Linked DNA regions of Danio rerio: all the other regions are linked to region 3. Evidence: chromatin contacts called from public HiCAR-type and HiChIP or PLAC-seq data. All regions are on one chromosome and are shown on one strand. The core of a region is the stretch at or near the end of the contact, and the rest is flanking DNA. Distances in the headings are between cores, read along the strand shown.

Region 1 (3,884 bases), core at 811-3,310, 89 kb before region 3:
TCATTTATTTGATAAAAAACTTTTCAGAGCACATTTACAAACTTAATAAAAATCATCAAAAGTCCCACAAAAGTCAGCCAGCACTTGTCTACCATTTTTCATATCCTCTGTGTCCCCAGGCTGTCAAGAGGCCTGGAGTTCAGACAACTCCGACACGGATGCCGGTGGTGATTACACAGACAGTTCGTGCTCAAGGTAAGCTATTGAGAGACTTAATGAGCTTAGAGTCCATTTTAAACCCACTAAAGGAAAGTTATGGAGGCTTAAGTGCTCCTTTTCTCATGCAAGAGTCCAGTGAAGGTACCGCAGTATAATTGCAAGTTTTATTGCAGGTGCTATTGGGACACCCTTGCAAGTGAGGAGCCCCATGGGTGTGGCCATTCATGCCTCGGCCAATCAGAAACAGAAGCTCAATGACCCCGGAGGCGGGACTTTCAGGTAGCTTTTCTAATAGTCCAGTAGGTGGCAGCATTTCTCTAGATTTGCTGCTTGTTTCTTGACATTTGGGAGCTGAATATGAGGATGTGAGAATGGGTGTGATGGAATGAAGTCAAGTTTGTCACTGTTTATTATTATTATTATGATAAAGAAATTAAATAGTGAAAGATTTCTGAAATTCATTATACATTTAGTTTTTTTGTTGTTAATATTTTACTAAAATGTGTGTATATATTTAATTGTATTTATTTATGAATGTTTATTTATTCATTTATACAAATAATAAAGTATTGTCACATTTTATATATATCTTATAAATTTTTATATCATATATATATATATATATATATATATATATATATATATATATATATATATATATATATATATATATATATACACACACAGTGATTTTTTTAAAATGTTTTAAAGCTTATCCTGCTCACCAAGGCTGCATTTATTTTATTCAAAATAAATAGCTAAATTGTGAAATGTTATTGCACTATAAAATAACTATTCAAAATTAGTTTATAATTTATTTTAATAATTTATTCCAGTGGTTTTAATGGGATTTTCAGTTTCATTACTCCAGTCTTCAGTCACATGATCCTTCAGAAATCACTCTAATATTAATTATTATTATTATTATTATAAATTGTATCATAAAATTGTAATAAAATTTAATAAAAAAGTATTATGAAAACTGTTTAAATTTAATTATTTTTTAGTACAAAATAAAGGTTTTGTTTTCTGTGTATAAATATGTGACAGTACTTATTTGTAAAATAAAGTGTTAAGATTTTTTTCTTTATTAATGTTGATTCTTAAAATTGAAAACATGACAAATATTTAGAATATACAGTCATTAACGGTACTATATTTTTGGGTAGGTATTTTATGCAGTAGCATTACTACATACATAAAAAAATTTTGAAATTGGGAAAAAAGGACAACTATTTCAAATATACAAAGATTTTACCATACAACTGTGTATGTAGTAATATGCTTCAGCATACAAATACATCTTAAAAATGTAATTCCAAAGCTTTAAATTAAAAATATTATGATAAAAAATTACTATATATTTATTTCATTTTTATACATATATAATTCCCAGCTTAATAATAGAATCATAAATTGATAATATTTGATAAAAATATTTGACAAAAATATTTAAAATTGTTAGATTTAAATATGTTATGATAATATACCTGTTTAATGCATGGAAAAACCCATCTTCTGTTTCCTTGGGTTATATCCACAGGGATGATGACGACATCAATGACGTGGCATCCATGGCTGGTGTAAACCTGAACGAGGAAAACGCCCGTATCTTGGCCACGGGTTCAGAGCTGGTGGGCACCCAAATCCGCTCCTGTAAGGATGAGGCCTTCCTTCCTGCCAGCCTGCTCCACAAACGACTCCTCGAAACCGGTACCAAATATTTTAAGCCACCACAACACCCTTTCACACATACCGTAGCGGCAGTCTGGCAATGTGATTGTCAGGATCAGTTTCTCCTGGCAGGTTTACAGTCATAAAGAGGTTTAAGCTGCACCGCCACTGTGTGGGCAGTTAATATTCTGTCTAATTACTGTATCAGTGTTGACTGACGTTGTTTGAGGGCGGATCTTTCAAATGGGTGTGGGATTATGAATGGATTTAAACAAAAAGCTGATGAAAGCTGGCCCGATGAGACAGGAAACATGTGTCATTTCTTTTTATAAGCATCAGGATTCGGCTGCTTGATTTAAATGCCACACAGAGAGCTAATATTTGAAAGTATGAATAGATTACTAAAGGAATCTGCACATTAACACTTTGTATGACAGCTTAAGAAACGCTGTATAATTAAGGTAATTTCTTCGCATGCATATAAAGAAAAAAGTAACTGTGTGTATAAATAACGTAAATGTATTTTAAATTGTAGTTTAAATATTATTTCAGTAATTCAGTCACATGACAGAACACAGTGTCTCGTGATCCATTGGAATTAAGTTTTATATGATGATTTGATCCCGCAAATCAATGTTGGATAAGTTACTTTAACAAAGATATTAATTACTAATTATATCATAGAAAAGAAAAACTGATTAAATTTCGCAATAAGTAGTTTAATTTCTTGACTCTGTATTACTTAATCCTTAAAATTCAATGCTTAGGCAGTGTAAATTAAACTTTCAATTGTTTACATTTAAGTCAAACATAGTCTTTAGGTTTATTAAAAAAAAGACATTTTAATAACAAACCTACCTTTTTTTAAAATTAGCAAAAAAAAGCTAAACACTTATCAAATCCCTAAATCAGGTGTTCTCAATGTCTACATTAAAGTTTCCAAATCTGAATTTTTATTAAGGTCAAAGGTCCAGAACTGAAGAATGATATTACATAACTTGTTTTAATAAACATCCATGCTTCACTAGTCAACACTACTTATTTTTCTTTAAATAAAGTGGCATTTGCATTCAAAACACATTTATACAATGCATATGTGGCAAAACCACTAATATAATAGAAGTGCATTTTTGTACAAAATGCAACAAAAGGTAGGCCCAATAGTATCTAGATGGAGCCATGATGATGATAGCTGAGGTTGCATATCTTAGAGATCTTAATGTCAGACACAATACGCTCAATGGAGCGAGTGACATTACTGTAAAGGGTAGGGTTAGGTGCGTGCATTAAAAAGCATTGCAATCAGGCCAACTACACCAGGTCTGCATCCAGACCTCTCTTCAAAAAAGTGAAAAATACAAAAGAGGTGTAATGGTTTTTACACCTGCCTTATTTAGTTCGATTGAGTCGCACTAGAGTTCGTTTTCCCTTTTGTTGCGGTTCGTTTGGGCAGGTGTGAATGCAGCAATCGTACTCAAGTACCAAAAGCGGACCAAATAAGCGTACCAAGACCTGCTTGACGAGGTGGTATCGGTACGCTTTTAAACGAACCCTGGAGCATTTCGTTTGTGGTGAGAATGTGATCCATACTAAAACAGGTCCAACCGCAAAAAGTACTGCGTCTTTTGGACTAATCCAGCTACCATAGGCCGATGCGCTGTGCATTATGGGTTATGGAGGAAAAATATTTGTTTACAGCACTTTACCAACAGAGAGAGGGGAAAACATTACCTAATGGATCGTTGGTAATATTTCCGCAAGATGACCATGTCGCAGTTTAGCTAAATTAATTCACGCCTCCTCCTGAAGTGACAAGCGATGCATTAAAACAGTGTTTTCCAGCCGCAGCTGCGCTTCATTCTCGAAATGTATAGTTTGTCTAAAGCAGGCATACAGTCAGTCAGCGCAGTCGAGTCAACAAAAGGACATTTTTTTGTCTGCCGGTTTTGTTTACTTGCGGGAGTTCATTTGCATTTTCCCGCACTTGAATTCCGACCAATTAATAAGCTGTTTAGGAAATATGTTCAACAACATCTGACCAATGAGAGATG
Region 2 (3,945 bases), core at 750-3,249, 110 kb before region 3:
CAATTTAAATATGTTTCTGCACATATACACTTCACAAATAAAGAAGAGTATGCTATATTTATATATAAGTTAAAATGTATGTATATTTTTGTTTTATTTTTAAGATTTGAACGGTTGCCATGTTTACTTCTTTTTTGTAATTTAAATAATCATATATTTTTTATATTACATATTATATTGTTATGGGGCGAAGCAGTGGCGCAGTAGATAGTGCTGCCGCCTCACAGCAAGAAGGTTGCTGGTTCGAGCCTCAGCTCAGTTGGCGTTTCTGTGTGGAGTTTGCATGCTCTCCCTGCGTTCGCAGGGGTTTCCTCCGGGTGCTCCGGTTTCCCCCACAGTACAAAGCCATGCGGTACAGGTGAATTAGGCTAAATTGTCTCTAGTGTGTGTGTGAATGTGTGTGTGGATGTTTCCCAGAGATGGATTGCGGCTGCAAGGGCATCCGCTGCATAAAAACTTGCTGGATAAGTTGGCGGTTCATTCCGCTGTGGGGACTCCAAATTAATAAAGGGACTAAGCCGACAAGAAAATGAATGAATGAATTATATTGTTATAACATGTTACACTTTTATGATGTTACAAATTTGTGTGACTAAAACCAAAAATAGGATTATTTACATACAACTCTATAAATGTATGCATAGAAATTTGTGTTTTAATTTAGATAAAAATATTTAATTACATTACAATGGTATATTTTAACACAGTATATTTTAAGATGAAGAACAAAGGATCAGATCCACACACAAAACTCAGAGAATAAGATACATTTAATTAATTAGCAATAGATTTCCACAGATATTTAGCCCATCATTGAGTCTATTTATTTACTAGTGTAAATGTGTAAACGTTTATATTTATTCAATTTTTAAATAATTATTGGTAACATTATTGATTAATATGAAAATTTTATATATGATATATTGTGAGACATTTGCTTTATTATCCAAATAAGTGGATCTAATTGGATTTGCATTGTAAACTTAAACAGGTATTATTTTTTATTTCATATTTTAAGTTTTTAGTTATGATACTCCCAAAATCATTCTGCATAATTCTGCAGACTTTTTTTTTTTTTTACACAATTCTACGCAGAAATAGTGAAAAATGTCCCCAGATTCTGTCTGGTCCTGGCTATAGGTACATATGGTAGCATGATTTCATACAAAAAAAAATTAAAACAATAAATTATTGATTAAATCATTATACATTCACAATTTGCAATAACATTTCACAGTTAAGATTTGTTTTTTAAAAATATTCAGAGAAAAAAAAAGTGGTATTGTTATATAGAAAGTAGCTGTGCAGCACTGTCGCCTCAGACCAAGAAGTTCGCAGTTTCGAGTCCTGGTTGGGTCAGTTGGCATTTCTGTGTGGACTTTGCATGTTTACCCCGTGTTGGCATGTGTTTCCTCCAGGTGCTCTGGTTTCCCCTACAGTCTCATGTGATCCGTGAACTAAAGTGTGTGTGAATGGGTGTATGGGTGTTTCCCATTAATGGGTTGCAGCTGGAAGGGCATCTGTGTGTAAAACATTTGGGAATAGTTAATGGTTCATTCCTTTGATAAATAAAGGACTAAGCCAAAGAAAGATTAATGAATGAATAGACAGTAGAAATATATGAGAACAGAAATTATAAAAATAGAAATTATATTGATAAAATATAAAACTTAGTAAATAATTACATTCTATATCATAATTACAACAAGAAAATATTATATGTAACACAGTGGCAATATCTAATTTAGTTTGACATCAAATTGATTGTATAGATCAAAACATTCAAAAAGCGTTTATATATATATATATATATATATATATATATATATATATATTATATATATATATATATTTATTTATTTTTTTTAAACTTATTTATTCGTTCTATAAATGAAATCTAAAAGTGACAGGCTTATTATGACAACAGCTGCAAAACTTGGCCATGATGTCATTACGTTTCCCACAATGCCTCAGCAGCAAAACAACGCACGCGCCGTACGCATTTCTCAAGCGTCTCTCAAAGATGGCGGGTGTCCCCGATCCACTGGAAGATATGCTCTATTCCGAAGTGGACGAAAAAGCCGTCAGTGACCTCGTAGGCTCGTTAGAATCGCAATTAGGTGGACAAAACAAGACAGTCGGTCCTCAAGGCGACGCCAGGAGAGCTTCGAACGCGCTAAATCCACACTTGGGGAAATTACTGCCCGCCCAAGTAGGAACAACACTGGAGCAGCAGCAGCGGCAGCGGCAAGCAGAACGAAACCAGGAGGGAAACTCTCAAGAAAACGGTCCGGACAGGATACCGGCGTCCAATTGTGTCCCTGCCACCGCGAACCTGCCCGCGAACACTTCTGCGAATTTGGTTCCCGCCGCGAACCGGGCGCAATATCATTCATCAAATCCATCAACTTGTTCAAGTGACGCAGCAGCACCAACAGACTCTCATCCCAACACAAATCACATTGCGTCTGCTGTCCGGACGGTTCCCGCCAGAACACAGCCAGTGAACGGAAGCAGTAGCACGTTAAACTCTTCTGTTATCGCTTCTGCTCCTGCTTCTGTGAACGGTATTGACGTTGGTTCAGGTGGAGGTAGTGGTAATAAAAGCAACATGTCTGCTCCTACTTCTACAAATACTGCTTTTGTGCCCGCTCAGCCCAACAGCACACTGCCACATGCGAATGTGTCACTAGATAGTCAAGCAAATCCCACCATAGCACTGCACAGGCCTCCAAACACCATCACTAGTGTCGTCCACAACGGAGGTGACCCTAAAGTCTCAGGATTGCCCGTGCAGGGGGCTGCTCTTGTGCCCACCCCTGTGGCGTTCACAAACACTGAGCCCAAATCTGACCCTCAAAACCAGATTAAAGCCATCGTCCCGAACCAGCTCCCAGGGACTCCTGTAGGGTTGCACCCCAGCACACCCACTCAAATAATTGTGTCGTCCAGTCCTGTGGTGACCTCACTTCCTGTGGCAAGCACCCCTTCTGCCCTTCCAAAGCCAACAGCAACTGCTCTTGTAGGACAGCCTACCACCCTGTTGAGACCTGCTACGCCCACTCAAGGGACACCAACTGCGACACCCCAACAGCGCCCGGGGGCTCCTACGACCCAGCTGATTGTCAGACCACCACAACAAACCACCATTCAGTTACCACCGGGATTCACCATACCACCAGGTAACCACTCAAGAATGAGTAGATGCACAAAAAGGGGTTAGTTCAGTTCACCCAAAGGTGAAATTTGTCTACTCTCATGTCATTCCAAACCCGTATGATGCGTACATTGGGGATGTATTTAGAGAAATGTGCATATAATAAAAGCCAGTGGGGTCCAAGACAACAACTCTGGACCCCAATTGACTTCAGTTGTAAAAAAAGTTACAATAACATCTGTTTTTCAAATTTTGGCAGTCAGAGTCTGCTTTCTTTAATAGGAAGGATGAAACAAATGGGTTGCACAAATTCACAGAATTTCACCAAGTGACTGACAGAAAACGTCTTGGGTAGAAAGTGTTATTTGTAAAAATCCAAAATCAAACAAAAAGTGCTGAGGGGTAGCTTAAATATTGTGCCTGCACTCTTTGAGTGAGGGATTCATCAGAATAAACTGCAAAAATCAATCCAAGGCACTCAAAGAATGTGGAAAATATATTAAAAAAAGACATGGGGATGCTCTGCCAGAGACTGGTGTTGGCCGATAATCACATTTAATGACTCGACCCGTACTCACTCATCTGGCAGATCCCATGAACCGATCGCAAATGTTTGCTTGTGTGTTTACAAACAGAGGAAGATGCATGTGCGCAGTGCACCTGGGTTAAACAAAGCAGCTACTGCATGTATTTAGGCCTTTATATAAGAACTGAAAGTTCTGTTTTTTCACAATATTGCAAGTTTATTAAAACCTGGCTGGAAATATTAGATTAACTTAAAAGTTCTA
Region 3 (4,405 bases), core at 1,612-4,111:
ATGTAACATTTAAAAACTTTACATTTAATTAGAGAGTGAGCATCATGCTTGACTGCTGTTGTGGCATGAATCAACCTTTTGTTTGGAGAAATGAACAATCCTGCCTAAACAGATGGTTAAAGTCCCATTTCTGGAAGCACAATGCCTGGAGCAAAGTCTGCCCATAGTTGTACGTCAAAGACTTGTGGACTGTGTCTAAGCCTTTAGATTTATCTATGAAAGGCCAAATAATGTAAATGTATCCATGTTTTAGCTATAGTTGCATTTAAAGCTACTGAAATTAATAAGTTTAATAATATAAAGATATCTTAAAGACTTATTTTGAAACTAAACAGGATTTACTTACGAAAAAATGGACTCGCAGCATAACAGCTGACAAAATGTGTATTCAGTATGTTAGTGTTCATTCATTTGAATTATATTTGATTAAAATTCTGACTACCACCAAATAATTACATGGGAAAAATAGATTTTCAATTTCTTCTATGTGAAAACAAACAATCATAACAATCAAATGACTCTTAATTTGAGCTGGTTCTTATCATGAGTCACTTAAAAAGTCGAATTCATCGTATTTGTTGGTCAACAAATGATTTCTGACCTGAATAGCAGTGTCCAGAAAACTGACACACTTTTCACATTAGCCAAAAAACTGCTAATTTTATTTTGTATAAAGACATGAATGTTGGATAATTTTTATCAAATGTCATTAAAATGTTATTAAAATACTGTGAAACAATTTCAAGAATGCAAATTTCAAATGTTAAGATCCAAAAGACAAACAAAATGAAGCCCATGCATTCCAATGATGAACAAATGACTCTTATGAGTCGTTTTTTTAATGAGTCACGCAAATCTGTTGAATTCTTAACTGAATGAAAAGTTTGTTCATAAAAATCAATATTAATAATACTTGAACACTACGTTAATAATAAGCTACAATATTAGCTAAACATTTTCAATTGCATCTAAAACATCAGGTTTTATTTTTTATTTTTTTGTATCCCACGTGTGAGCAATAAATCATTTTCAATTTGAACTTAAAAAATTGTCTACCAATAAATAAACATTTCAAATAAATTTCTTATAAATTACGAAAAATCAAACACAGCCTGACAGGTTGCCTGTAGCACAACTCTTATGAGCCAATTCTTTTAACGAATCACACAAAAGATTCATAACTTAGAATCAACGTGTCAAATTATTCAATGAATGAACGCTGAATTTGTCAAGAACGGTTTGAATCAACATCTCAGTCAATGAACTGCAGGTTATTATGGTTAGTTTAAGTGAAATTGAATAATAGAATTAATATATAAAATTTACATTTTTGTTACTAAAAAACATCAATTAATCTTCAGAGTCACGGCTAAAGACATTATATTAATTATAAAATTGTTTACAACTTTTACAAGGCTATATGTTTTAATTTGTCCTTATCCATTCGTTCCTATAAGACTATACTGCGCCACAGTAATAAGAAACCCATATTTCAAAAGCAGTAGCAGTTTAGAAAAACGAAGTAACGACTCCTGGGAGCCGAATCATTCAATGAGTCACTCAAAAGCCTCATAACTTGGAATCAGTCAAACACCAAATGCTTCATTCAATGAACAGACATTTTCAGAAAGGGTTGAATCAACAACTGACTAAAATACGAACTGCATTTTTAGTGAGTAATGTCTAATGTTATATATATATATATATATATATATATATATATATATATATATATATATATATATATATATATATATATATATATATATATATATATATATATATAACGCTTCAATAGTATGAACATCATGTCATGACTTGAAAAGCTAACTATTGATGTTTGTAGTGAAAAGGAATCTGCCGCTACGAGCGAGTGCAAAGTAAGATCTCATCAAAGTCCGAAATAATAGTTGATGATAACTGCGCCAGGTCTCAGGAGTGCGTAAAATAGCCCTACAACTCTATGTACCGCACTTCCTGTACGCAATGGGCATACAGTAGTGCTCTGACCTCTCATTGTATACCCAAATCAGCCCTCCCTGATCTAAAACTGCAAAAGCACGACACACTGAGAACGAATGCAATAAAGAGAAAAGACTCGAGAATTTGACAGAATCTGTACCGTACCGTTTCAAACATTTTAGGATGTCCGACGCAATCTGAGGAGGATTCTCCGATGAAGCTTGCTCGTCCTCTAGAAAGAACTTTTGGTAATATTTTCTCCAAGAGCTCTTCGTACAGAATCCGTTCGGAATCCAGCGGAAATCTAACGCCGGTGCGAACGCAGCGCTATATAGGTCGCTGTGGCTTTAAAAACTCGCCTAAAACACAGACTGCTATAGACACTTTCCACAAAAGCTACACAGGGGAGTCAGTCAAGGCTGCGTCCTTACCTTGGAAGACATAGCTGTAAATGTATCTTCAGCCCTCTTTAAAACATGAGATCGATGGTGGCGTGTCTTAGCCTCGCTTTTTTTCTTTCTTGCTCCTTTTTTGTTGAAGCGTGAGAGTGCGTTGAAGGCACAGCGTTCCAGCCCGAATAACAGAGGACAGCTGAACAAGAATTCTTGCTCAAGGCTCTCCAAACGCCCCGGGGCAGGATTAGGCTACAATTAGCTCAACCCTGCCTGAGCTGGGGCGAGTTACAAGAACAACATTTGATCTTGCTATTCGCATTTGGGAGGATGCGTATGTGTGTCTTTTCGTCGCATTTATCGTCATTTATTTATTCATCGTCTGAACAAAGATATGATGAGCGCGCGCGCGTGTGAGGATAACGGTTTACCTGTGTGCATGTCTTTGGCTAACCTTCAGTGGGAAAAAGAAGAAGGCTGTTGTATTAAACCACTTTACCCACAAAATATAGCCTACTGTATTTTCTAACTACGAACGTCTTTTTTGATTGATGTTTCTATTTTAATGGAAGAATTAATTTGCTTCCAAACGTGTCTCTCGGCGCCCTAATAATGTTCTGCTGGCCATGAAAACTAAATGACGTATATCGATATGCATTGTGCCTCTGCAAAGGCGCCCACACAACCGCCTCGGGCCAAACGCGCCATTTCAATTTTTGCGCGCGGCTAGATAGAGATGTCTGCCTCGATGGCACACAGATTTCAGGTGGAAAGACGGGCGCATTGTGCTGAAAAGGAAAGGCTTTAACAAAAAGCATATTTGACAGTTTTAGACCCTTTTAATACTACTCTCCATCTCTTGGAAATGCCCTGTGCCTTAACATCTGGCGCCAACCAGTGACCAAAGTGAACGCAGCCTACAAACGGGTTTACAGCATTTCCACAACGAATATATTCAGAGTTCTGTATGAATATAGGTTTATGTCGACGCTTAGAAAAAGGTAAATTGAAATAGGCTAAAAAAATACAACAGTTTTAGAAACAGTAAAATAAAAATAAAAAAATACAAGCTTTAATGTTTGTGGGACATTTAAAGTCAAATGAGATAACTACACATTTAAATCATGGGTCTCAAACTGAATTCCTGGAGAGCCGTAGCTCTGTTTTGCTCCAAATCTAATAAAACACACCTGATCCAATTAATCAATGTGTTCAAAAGAGTCTTGATTAATTGGATCAGGTGTGTTTAATTAGAGTTGGAGCTAAACTTCAGATGTGCGGCCCTCCACGAATTCAGTTTGAGAACTATATAGGCTATAATTTAAATAAACGTTTCATGACCTAAAAGTCGCTTTTATGTGCGTTCTTGTTCTTGTTTGATATCATATAAATGCTTCAAGGACACCAGAATTCATATTTCAACACATTTGACACTTGCAATGTTGTCCCTCTGGAAATGTTTATTCTCTACCTTGACATCTGGCGCCAACCAGTGACCAAACCTACCACAACCGTTATTATTTTTTGGCCTTTTTTAAAATTTAGTTTATTATTTAATTTGCAATGAGTTAATGTATAACAGGATAATGGTTAAAAGTAAAAAACAGGGGAAAACACTGTAAAAAGATGCAGGCTTCCACACAATTCCTTCCTGTTGTCCCAACAAAAGTCGAATAAGTTAACATCATTGTTTTTGCAAATTTAAGTTAGTTTTACGTAAAACAATTAAATTGTCCCAAAAAGGCTTAAGAATTTTTGATTAAGCTCATTTCAAAAAGTAATTTGAACAACTAGTAAAAATATGTTTTTTTAGTGATAACAAAACGGTTCCTAAAACTGACTTTTTAAAATTAAAGATATAGCATTAATGTTCATGAAGAACATTTAATATGGGCCCTTTTTATTCTACAAGATTCTTTACTTAAAAAAAATATAATGTTTGCTGTTTGTTCAAACAATTAATTTAAAATGAGCTCAATTCTTGAGTTTTGTTTTTGGGACAACTTAATTGTTTTATGTTTAATCCACTAACATTTGTTAAAAAAGAATAA

Evidence for each region. HiCAR-type assays count read pairs that join an accessible place to other places. HiChIP or PLAC-seq counts read pairs in DNA pulled down with a chosen protein or histone mark.
Region 1: a contact with region 3 is called in a HiCAR-type map of caudal fin, with 7 times the contacts expected there. The contact joins the enhancer-like site here to the promoter of kctd15a in region 3. A contact is called at or near these places in 8 of 18 Hi-C or Micro-C datasets (caudal fin, embryo, hematopoietic stem cells and 1 more) and 3 of 4 datasets of contacts at active chromatin or transcription factors (caudal fin, embryo and gastrula embryo).
Region 2: a contact with region 3 is called in an H3K4me3 HiChIP or PLAC-seq map of gastrula embryo, with 6 times the contacts expected there. The contact joins the promoter of si:dkey-219c3.2 here to the promoter of kctd15a in region 3. A contact is called at or near these places in 3 of 4 datasets of contacts at active chromatin or transcription factors (caudal fin, embryo and gastrula embryo).

What each region holds. Positions count from the first base shown.
Region 1 is chr25:21,542,946-21,546,829 of GRCz12tu, forward strand. It overlaps si:dkey-219c3.2, which reads left to right. Exons shown (of 14, transcript XM_017354184.4): 7 at 120-195; 8 at 333-438; 9 at 1,703-1,872. Among named protein-coding and RNA genes, the nearest start is that of si:dkey-219c3.2, 21 kb to the left of the region's middle. Within about 2 kb of position 2,061, at least 1 of the 62 cell types and tissues checked has an H3K27ac peak or open chromatin away from gene starts, as enhancers often do. A contact at or near this core is called in caudal fin, where this site is marked.
Region 2 is chr25:21,522,236-21,526,180 of GRCz12tu, forward strand. si:dkey-219c3.2 reads left to right here and starts at 2,000. Exons shown (of 14, transcript XM_017354184.4): 1 at 2,000-3,182. The coding sequence starts at 2,024.
Region 3 is chr25:21,631,438-21,635,842 of GRCz12tu, forward strand. kctd15a (potassium channel tetramerization domain containing 15a) reads right to left here and starts at 2,862. Exons shown (of 5, transcript NM_001006012.2): 1 at 2,394-2,862. The coding sequence starts at 2,405.